Linked DNA regions of Gossypium hirsutum: region 1 is linked to region 2. A link is a contact called in public Hi-C data. All regions are on one chromosome and are shown on one strand. Each heading gives the region's core, a stretch centred on a gene start, on an enhancer-like site or on the middle of the called end of the contact. The rest is flanking DNA. Distances are from core to core; before and after follow the strand shown.

Region 1 (3,716 bases), core at 357-2,856, 48 kb after region 2:
AAGCATATCTACTACAGCTTCCTCATCTGCAACAGTTAATCCTTCCCCATCCTTATACCTAAGAATAGGAGAAAAATAATTAGAAGGAAGAATCATTGACGAAGTTGACTAATATTTAACATTGTTGCACTGTATAGACACACTGATTCAACTTATTAACTGCTTCATCCAAAAAGTATCTCAAAAATGTTAGCTTGATTTTCTATTAGTGGTGTAAATCATAGGTTCTATGTCAAAACTTAATTTCATTAGTAATTTTTCTAAATGTAGCTAGCTTACCACTCTGGAGAATATTTTCCATAATAACCTCAGAAGGGATGTTTAACATATTGAAAATTTAAGACAATTTAGAGAGTTCCGTTTTTGCTTATTTATTTGGTTTCCCGAATTTTCATAAGATGTAAAAATAGCTGCAGCTACAGTCTACCTACTTGATTCTAGCACATATATAACGCAATCAGACAGAAAATTATTCTCTGCAATTTATTTGATGGTGTTCTCTCTTTCCATTACTAATTTGGGTAAAATATAAAATTGGATTATAATGTCCGTACAGCCAATGGATACAACATCCCAGTTCTTCCTTCATCTTCTTCTGTCCTTGATAAGAGAAGATAACCTCGGAGACTGATATAGGAAACTTAGCGGCAGTGTTTTGAATGGCAGGCAAGAAGATGGTTAGGCGACATTAAAAAGCTCTTTTGCTGACACCATTAGACTCCACATTCCTACTTAAACAACTTCTTTTAAATACAAACAGGAAGTATAATTTTCATCCAAGCAATAGAAAGCAATGTTTTTGAAAGCATTAAAGATTTATCCACAAGATTGAACAAGTTCCTACTCTAATCGCAAAAGAAGCAACTGCAACGCAACCATGCCAAGCAACAGGAAGTATAATTTTCATCCAAGCAATAGAAAGCAATGTTTTTGAAAGCATTAAAGATTTATCCACAAGATTGAACAAGTTCCTACTCTAATCGCAAAAGAAGCAACTGCAACGCAACCATGCCAAGCTTGACCATTTGTTAGAAATTCAAGTTAATCAGCATAAATATGGGACTAAACTTTTAAGACATTAGAAATTCAAGTTGCTTTTATTACTTTTGCTTTCTTGTTTAGGGTTTAGGGTGAAAGATTAACTATATTGTATTAATTAAGCGATACATATATGAAATCATATCAGTAAAGATTCAAATGTATGATATGTAAATGGAGCCTAAAATAACTGGTGAAAATGACAAGAGCTGTGAGACTGACCTATTAGAGTGAAGAATCTCTCTGGCGAGCGAAATGATAGGCTGGATGTCACGAAGAATCTCTTCCTCCTTATCCTTCTATTTCCTGTAATCAGGATCATCCAACATATGGTACTTCTTCGGGTCCCTCACGCTAGGCACCGCACTGCTCTTCTCCGCGGAGGACACCTCCTCTTCGAGCCCAGTCGACTCTGCAGCAGCGCACCAAGGACGACTAGGAGACGGTGGGATTCCAGCTGCAAGAAGGTTGTATCGTTGCAGCCGAAGGCGGAGCAGTGGGATGCCTTTACGAAGCAGAGGAGCAGCCATGGCTCAAGTGTGGGGGCGTAACTGAGGATCACTTAATTCGTCGTCTTTTTCCTAGGGATCGAGTCGATGCGACGCCGTGTTTAAGAACATGACCAACTTGGACCGGCTCAAGCCAATTTTTTTTCTTTTCATTTTTTTTGTACACACTTGTTTTCGTACCCTTATGTAGAAACTAAAATATCTTTTTAATTTCTTTCAAACAAATATTTTTTAATATTTAATTAATTTCTAGAGGAACAATATTACGTTATTACTATTAATATATTACGTATAATATTTTAATTAAAAATATGTAAAATTACAAGGTTTTTAAAACATAATAAAAAAATAGTTCTTATGTTTTAAGGTACAAAAATATTCTTATTATCTTTAAACTGTTTAATATAAAGTAAAAAGATTTTTAAATATTGTTAAAACTTTTCTATGATTTTTTTATTTCTTTACAATCTTAGTTATCAATTATTATTTTAATTTCAAAATTTTATTAAGTATAAATCTATTTTTATAAAAATACTTTAAATTATATTTTTTATATTAAATATAATAAATCTGTGCATTACATGGGATGCAAGCTAGTTTTTTAATATGACTAAAATATTTTTAAATATTTAAATATTTTAATTTAAAATAGTTAAAAATTCCTAATTTTATTCTGATAAGTATTTTTTTTAAATTATTCATTTAAAAATATACTTGAAAAGAGTAATCATGTTTAAATTATTTATAGTCATGCAATTACTAAACAATGGGAAAATTGTGAATATTTTAATAGATAATTATGATAAACATATTTTATATTATATGAGATTTATGAATTTCGAATGTAAATGAAGTTGGAGTTTTTAAATATTAAATTATTAATTTAATGGATAATAATAATTTTGATGAATAATTATGAATTTTGAACTTAAAATATTTTAAATTTCGAAGGTAAATCTATTAATTATTGTTTTTGCAACCAATTAAATGCAGGAGAAAATCACGAAGGTTTGATTATTGTAGCACTTCAATACTAAGGTTCAAAGGAGGGGAAATTCTAGGGTAAAAAAACGAAAAGTTTTTAGGATTAATCAATTTTTCTAAGACCTTGTCGAAATTATATTTTTACCAAAATATTTAAAAATTTGTAAATTTATCTAAAATTATTTTGAATTAGAAATAATGATATTATAAATCTTGGTAAATTCAAGTTTTATAAGTTAAAGCTCATGATATAATACATAGATAGAAAATTTTAGAAAGGGTGTATAAAGAAGAGGGCAAGTTATGACCAAATTTTATAGTATATCATCATGAAGGGCTTTTAAGGCTTTATGCTTGATTGACAAGTTCTTTTGGGAGCAACTCTCCGTGATACACATTACCATAAACAAATTACTAGACTAGAATCATTTCTAAACTACCAATTTAATCCTTTAAAAACGTCTCTTCCCTATAATAGACATTTTCAAACTTAAAGGTGACCACCTCCCAATGTACCAACGTCGGGAGTATGAATACTACTATTAAAGGTAGAGAATTGAGGCGATGTCTACAAGTATACGAGTCATGTTGTAATTTAGTTTACAACGAAGCAGGTGAATACTCCGAGATTTGCACTTAAGGGAGACGAGTACTAAATTAATAATAACCTAAACGTAAATAGGTCTAACTAGTAATTTAAATAAATTATAATACGATAAAACAATAAGTAAAAAGAATTGGATTTTATAAGAAGATAAAAAAAAATTTCATAAAGTAATAAAAGCTGTAAAACTAATATGTGACTCAATCAAATCTAAGCATGGGTGATTAGCTCGCTTTGGTGGTCATAATTAATTCTTATCTCGGGTCTCTACTCAATCAACTAGTCGTTACCCTAGCAGGATCTCTCGATCTTCTACTAAACTAACAAGTCAACAAGAACTACTTATCTCTCGACCTCACAATCCAGATTGGTTTGGTGGTAAAGGGTTCATAGATAGACAATACCAATTTTGGGTTAATTCCCACCTAAATGACTTCCTAGGGTTGTCAACCTAGGTTTTAAGTTCTATCCTAAATAGTTGATCCGCTAAGAAACCTTACACAGAAATTAGTTAATCACACACCCACTTGCTAATCCCTCATAAGAGGATTAGTTCCTCAAGGATCCCATAAACAATATAA
Region 2 (3,772 bases), core at 1,231-3,730:
TAAAAACTCTAATAATTTACTGGGCCATTTCCATTGCTAATTTAATCTTTTGAATTCGGGCCTAATGTTTAGGTCGGGTTGAAGAGGTTACAAGAGGAGGATATTGCTTCCAAAAAGCCAATTCTTATAGCATTTTCAGGAATTACCAAATTTTCAAGCTTTAATTTTTAGGTTTTCAATTCACCTCATTTTGTCTTATTACAAGTTTATGTAAATTTTATAAAGGAAAAATAAAATTTTGATCAACGGAAAATAGGATTATTGAGGATATTCTTACATTTCAAAATCCTTTGATAATATGATATTACAAGTAATTACAATATTTAGTAATATAAGGGTAATCTCAATACTATCTATTTTTAAAGTAATCTTACATTACTTGGTAATGTGAGATTAGTAACAACTTTACTCCATACATGATGACTTTAATCCATTTTCGTTAAACCAAAACAAAAAATACTAAACCACAAGATCTTACATTTTAATTAAATGAATTAAACATGATACTCGACATACTTGCAAGGACGAATTCAAAATTGAAAGGAGGGGAGAATTGAATTATAATTTTTTGAGATGTCAAAAATATAATATTATCATTTTTTTATTTTTTATTTTTTATTTCATTTTTAGAGGATAAAAATACAAATCCATAATTTTATCATTTATGACTGAACCAAATTGCAATTCCCTCCCCCCGCCCCACAAATTTGCCGATGCATATTAGTAATACGTTAATAGTATTGCATTCTAATACTTATTCTCAAATTTTCATACTCAAATTTCCATTTCTCCAATTATGTCATAGTGCCAAAGAAGTGAAAAGGTGTTTGTCATTACCTTCCATCAATTTTTCAATTCATTTTACCAAAAAAAAAAAGTTAACATATAAGTTGGTATCTAAATTATACTTTTTTTCAATTTTAGTATCCAAATTTTTGTCACAATTCGTACTTAAACTACTTTTTTTTTCAAATTAGTACCTCCGTTAATCAAATCTTTAAGTCTACTTAAAAAAGGCTTAACCTACAAATTGGTATCTAAATTATGTTTTTTTCATTTTTGCACCTAAATTTTATTTTTGGTTACAAGTGGTACTTAAACTAACTTTTTTTCTCAAATTGGTGGTACTCTGATGGTTTAATAGTTAGTTAAACAATTAAGTCTATTTCAATAAAAAAAATAAACACTTAAAAAATGACATAAGGAAAAAAAGAAAAAAATTTATTTTCTCTTACATATGTATTTATTCATTTTATTTTTTATTTTTTATTTATTCAGAATCAAACCGATGGTTGAACTGATCAAGCCACGAATTCCAGTTTGATCAAATACTGAAAAATCATAAAAACAAAAAAAATATTTAAAAATGGAATTAATGACTGACATGTCGACCTTGAGAGGTCAAATTTTGAGTATTGTTGGTATTACCAAACATTATAAAATAAGAAGAAAGGAAAACAAAAGGAAAAATTAAAAAAATAAAAAAAATAATGTAAAAGAAAAAAAAGTGAAATCAAATAATTAAAAATATTTGTTAAGTTTATTCATTGATTTTTTTAACGAATATAACATTTTGGTGCAAAATGAGTAACAAAATAATAGTTTAGGTACTACTTATGACAAAAAAATGTTTAGGTATCAAAATGAGAAAAATAATAATAATTTAGGTACCAAGGTACCAATTTGGGGAAAAAATTAGTTTAGGTATCACTTATGACCAAAAAAGGGTTTAGGTAAATAGATGGAAAAAAAAGGTATAATTTAAGTATCAATTTGCGTTAAGAAAAAAAAAACAAAATGATGCACCATCAATTAGGGGTAATATCAGTTCCGTTTGGTTAGGTTTTTTAGATTTTTTGAACTATCTATCATAATTCGGTTTGGTTTGGTTCAATTTTTAGTTTTTCATATTAATTATTTGTTTTGGATTTTTAGACTTATTTTGACAAAATGAACTATGTTTTATGACTTTTTTCAATGTTATTTGACAAAGTTTCAAAAAAAATCATAAATATCTCTAAAAAATAATAATTTTTCAAGAACTTTTAAATTATTTTCACTATTTTAAATATAAAATATTTATATTTATATTTATATTTATATAATAAAGAATAGAATTCGATTAAGCTTCGAGCAATTCTCATTTTTAAATTTATATTTCATAAACCCAAGTAACCTAATTGGGGTTAATTTTCAATTTTTCTTCAGAAAATGATACAACCACTTAAAAATTACTAAAGTAGAGTAGTTATTTCCAACTTTAAAATGTCAGTCATTTAACGTCTTTCATAAAGCCTTTGAAACTTCAAAAAGTTGAATGGATTAACCAATAACCATGGATTAGGGGTAAAGGTGCAACTTATGCTATAGCCCATAGAGCATAGACCCCAAAATTCATTTAGGAGAAAGTAGATGGGGACTTTCGGCTGAAGAGAGAATTTCGAAATGTTAAAGCAAAACTTGGTTTGACTATAATTTCTTTTAGGCCCATCAATTGCTGCAAATGGCTAACATTGACGTGCACCAACTATCACACTATATGTGTAGACCCAAATCTCTTGGACTTGGTTACCCGCCCACCCAACTCGCCTAAGTGAGGTTTTTGGAATTTTTCCAATAGTTTATTGTAATTTTGGTTTGGTTTGATTCTCACTTGTCTCGTATTAATCTTTTCTTGTTTTGTATTTTAATTTTATTTTAGTAAAATGAGTTTCGTTTTACAGTTTTTGAATTTTATTTGACAAAGTTTTAAAATCATTTTCATAAATATTTTTAAAGAATAATAAATTTTCAAGTAAATAAAAAAAATCAATAACTTTTATATGATATATTTTGAAAAAATATATATAAAAATTTTAATTTATTTTCACTATTTTAAACCTAAAATATTTATTTTTATATTATAAAATATATTTGGGTGGTGCTCTGAGATCCTTGGTGCCAGCTTGTAAAATAAATAGTAAATATTTATTAGCACATAAAATGTAATACTTCTTTTAAACGAGAATTACCTAAACTTGTAGACATAATATGCTCACGAGTTCAACCTGAAATATTATACAAAATTTAAAAGGCGAGATGATTGCCAAAATGATCCATACAATCAGTTTTAACTCTTCCTAAACTATTACTTTTTTTATAGTGTATATGCGATGGAGGTTTTTTAACTCTATGAAATTGTCATTAGTCTCATTTATTTATTTTTTTAATTTTTAATATCAATTATGATAAACTCAAGTGAGAACGAGTAAAGGGAAACAGATAGGAGATAGTGAGATACATTGAGATGTTGGGCATTAATGTTATATAAGTTGGATGGATATTTAGAAGTTGTTATCCATTGGTACAAATGCAACCAAAATAGAATGATGTTCATACCCTTATCATTACATTCAACTCCAACATCAATTCCAGTCTCTGAACATAAGAGATAGGGTAGGGTTGCACACTCTGGGTTTTGCCAAATTAGACCCAGAGATTGGTTGGTTTTTGCCGCCAATATTAAATGACTTGGGTGGCAGTATTGACCCCCTAATGCCCTAAACCAAAAAAAAAAAAATCTACCAATGGTGCTTTCTTTTTGCCCATATAGAGGGGTAATTGAGGCCTAAATTTCATTCACAGATAGCTTGTATTGGCTTTTAACGGTAATCCCATAAGACCCCACTGCCAACTAGGGTTGAAATTCAGCCTGAATTTTGCAGGTAAGAAGCCTATCACTAGGACCACTGTACCCCCAACTATGTCACAAACACTTATTGACTGCCATTGG

Evidence for each region. Hi-C and Micro-C count contacts between places; a contact is called where the count stands out from the background.
Region 1: a Hi-C map of leaf shows a contact between it and region 2, with 1.6 times the contacts expected there. The contact joins two enhancer-like sites. A contact is called at or near these places in 9 of 34 Hi-C or Micro-C datasets (callus and leaf).

Annotation. Positions count from the first base shown.
Region 1 is chrD02:17,733,210-17,736,925 of Gossypium_hirsutum_v2.1, forward strand. It overlaps the pseudogene LOC107910727. Among protein-coding and RNA genes, the nearest start is that of LOC107910726, 17 kb to the left of the region's middle. Within about 2 kb of position 1,607, at least 8 of the 9 cell types and tissues checked have an H3K27ac peak or open chromatin away from gene starts, as enhancers often do. A contact at or near this core is called in leaf, where this site is marked.
Region 2 is chrD02:17,684,676-17,688,447 of Gossypium_hirsutum_v2.1, forward strand. No RefSeq gene overlaps it. Among protein-coding and RNA genes, the nearest start is that of LOC107910726, 31 kb to the right of the region's middle. Within about 2 kb of position 2,481, at least 3 of the 9 cell types and tissues checked have an H3K27ac peak or open chromatin away from gene starts, as enhancers often do. A contact at or near this core is called in leaf, where this site is marked.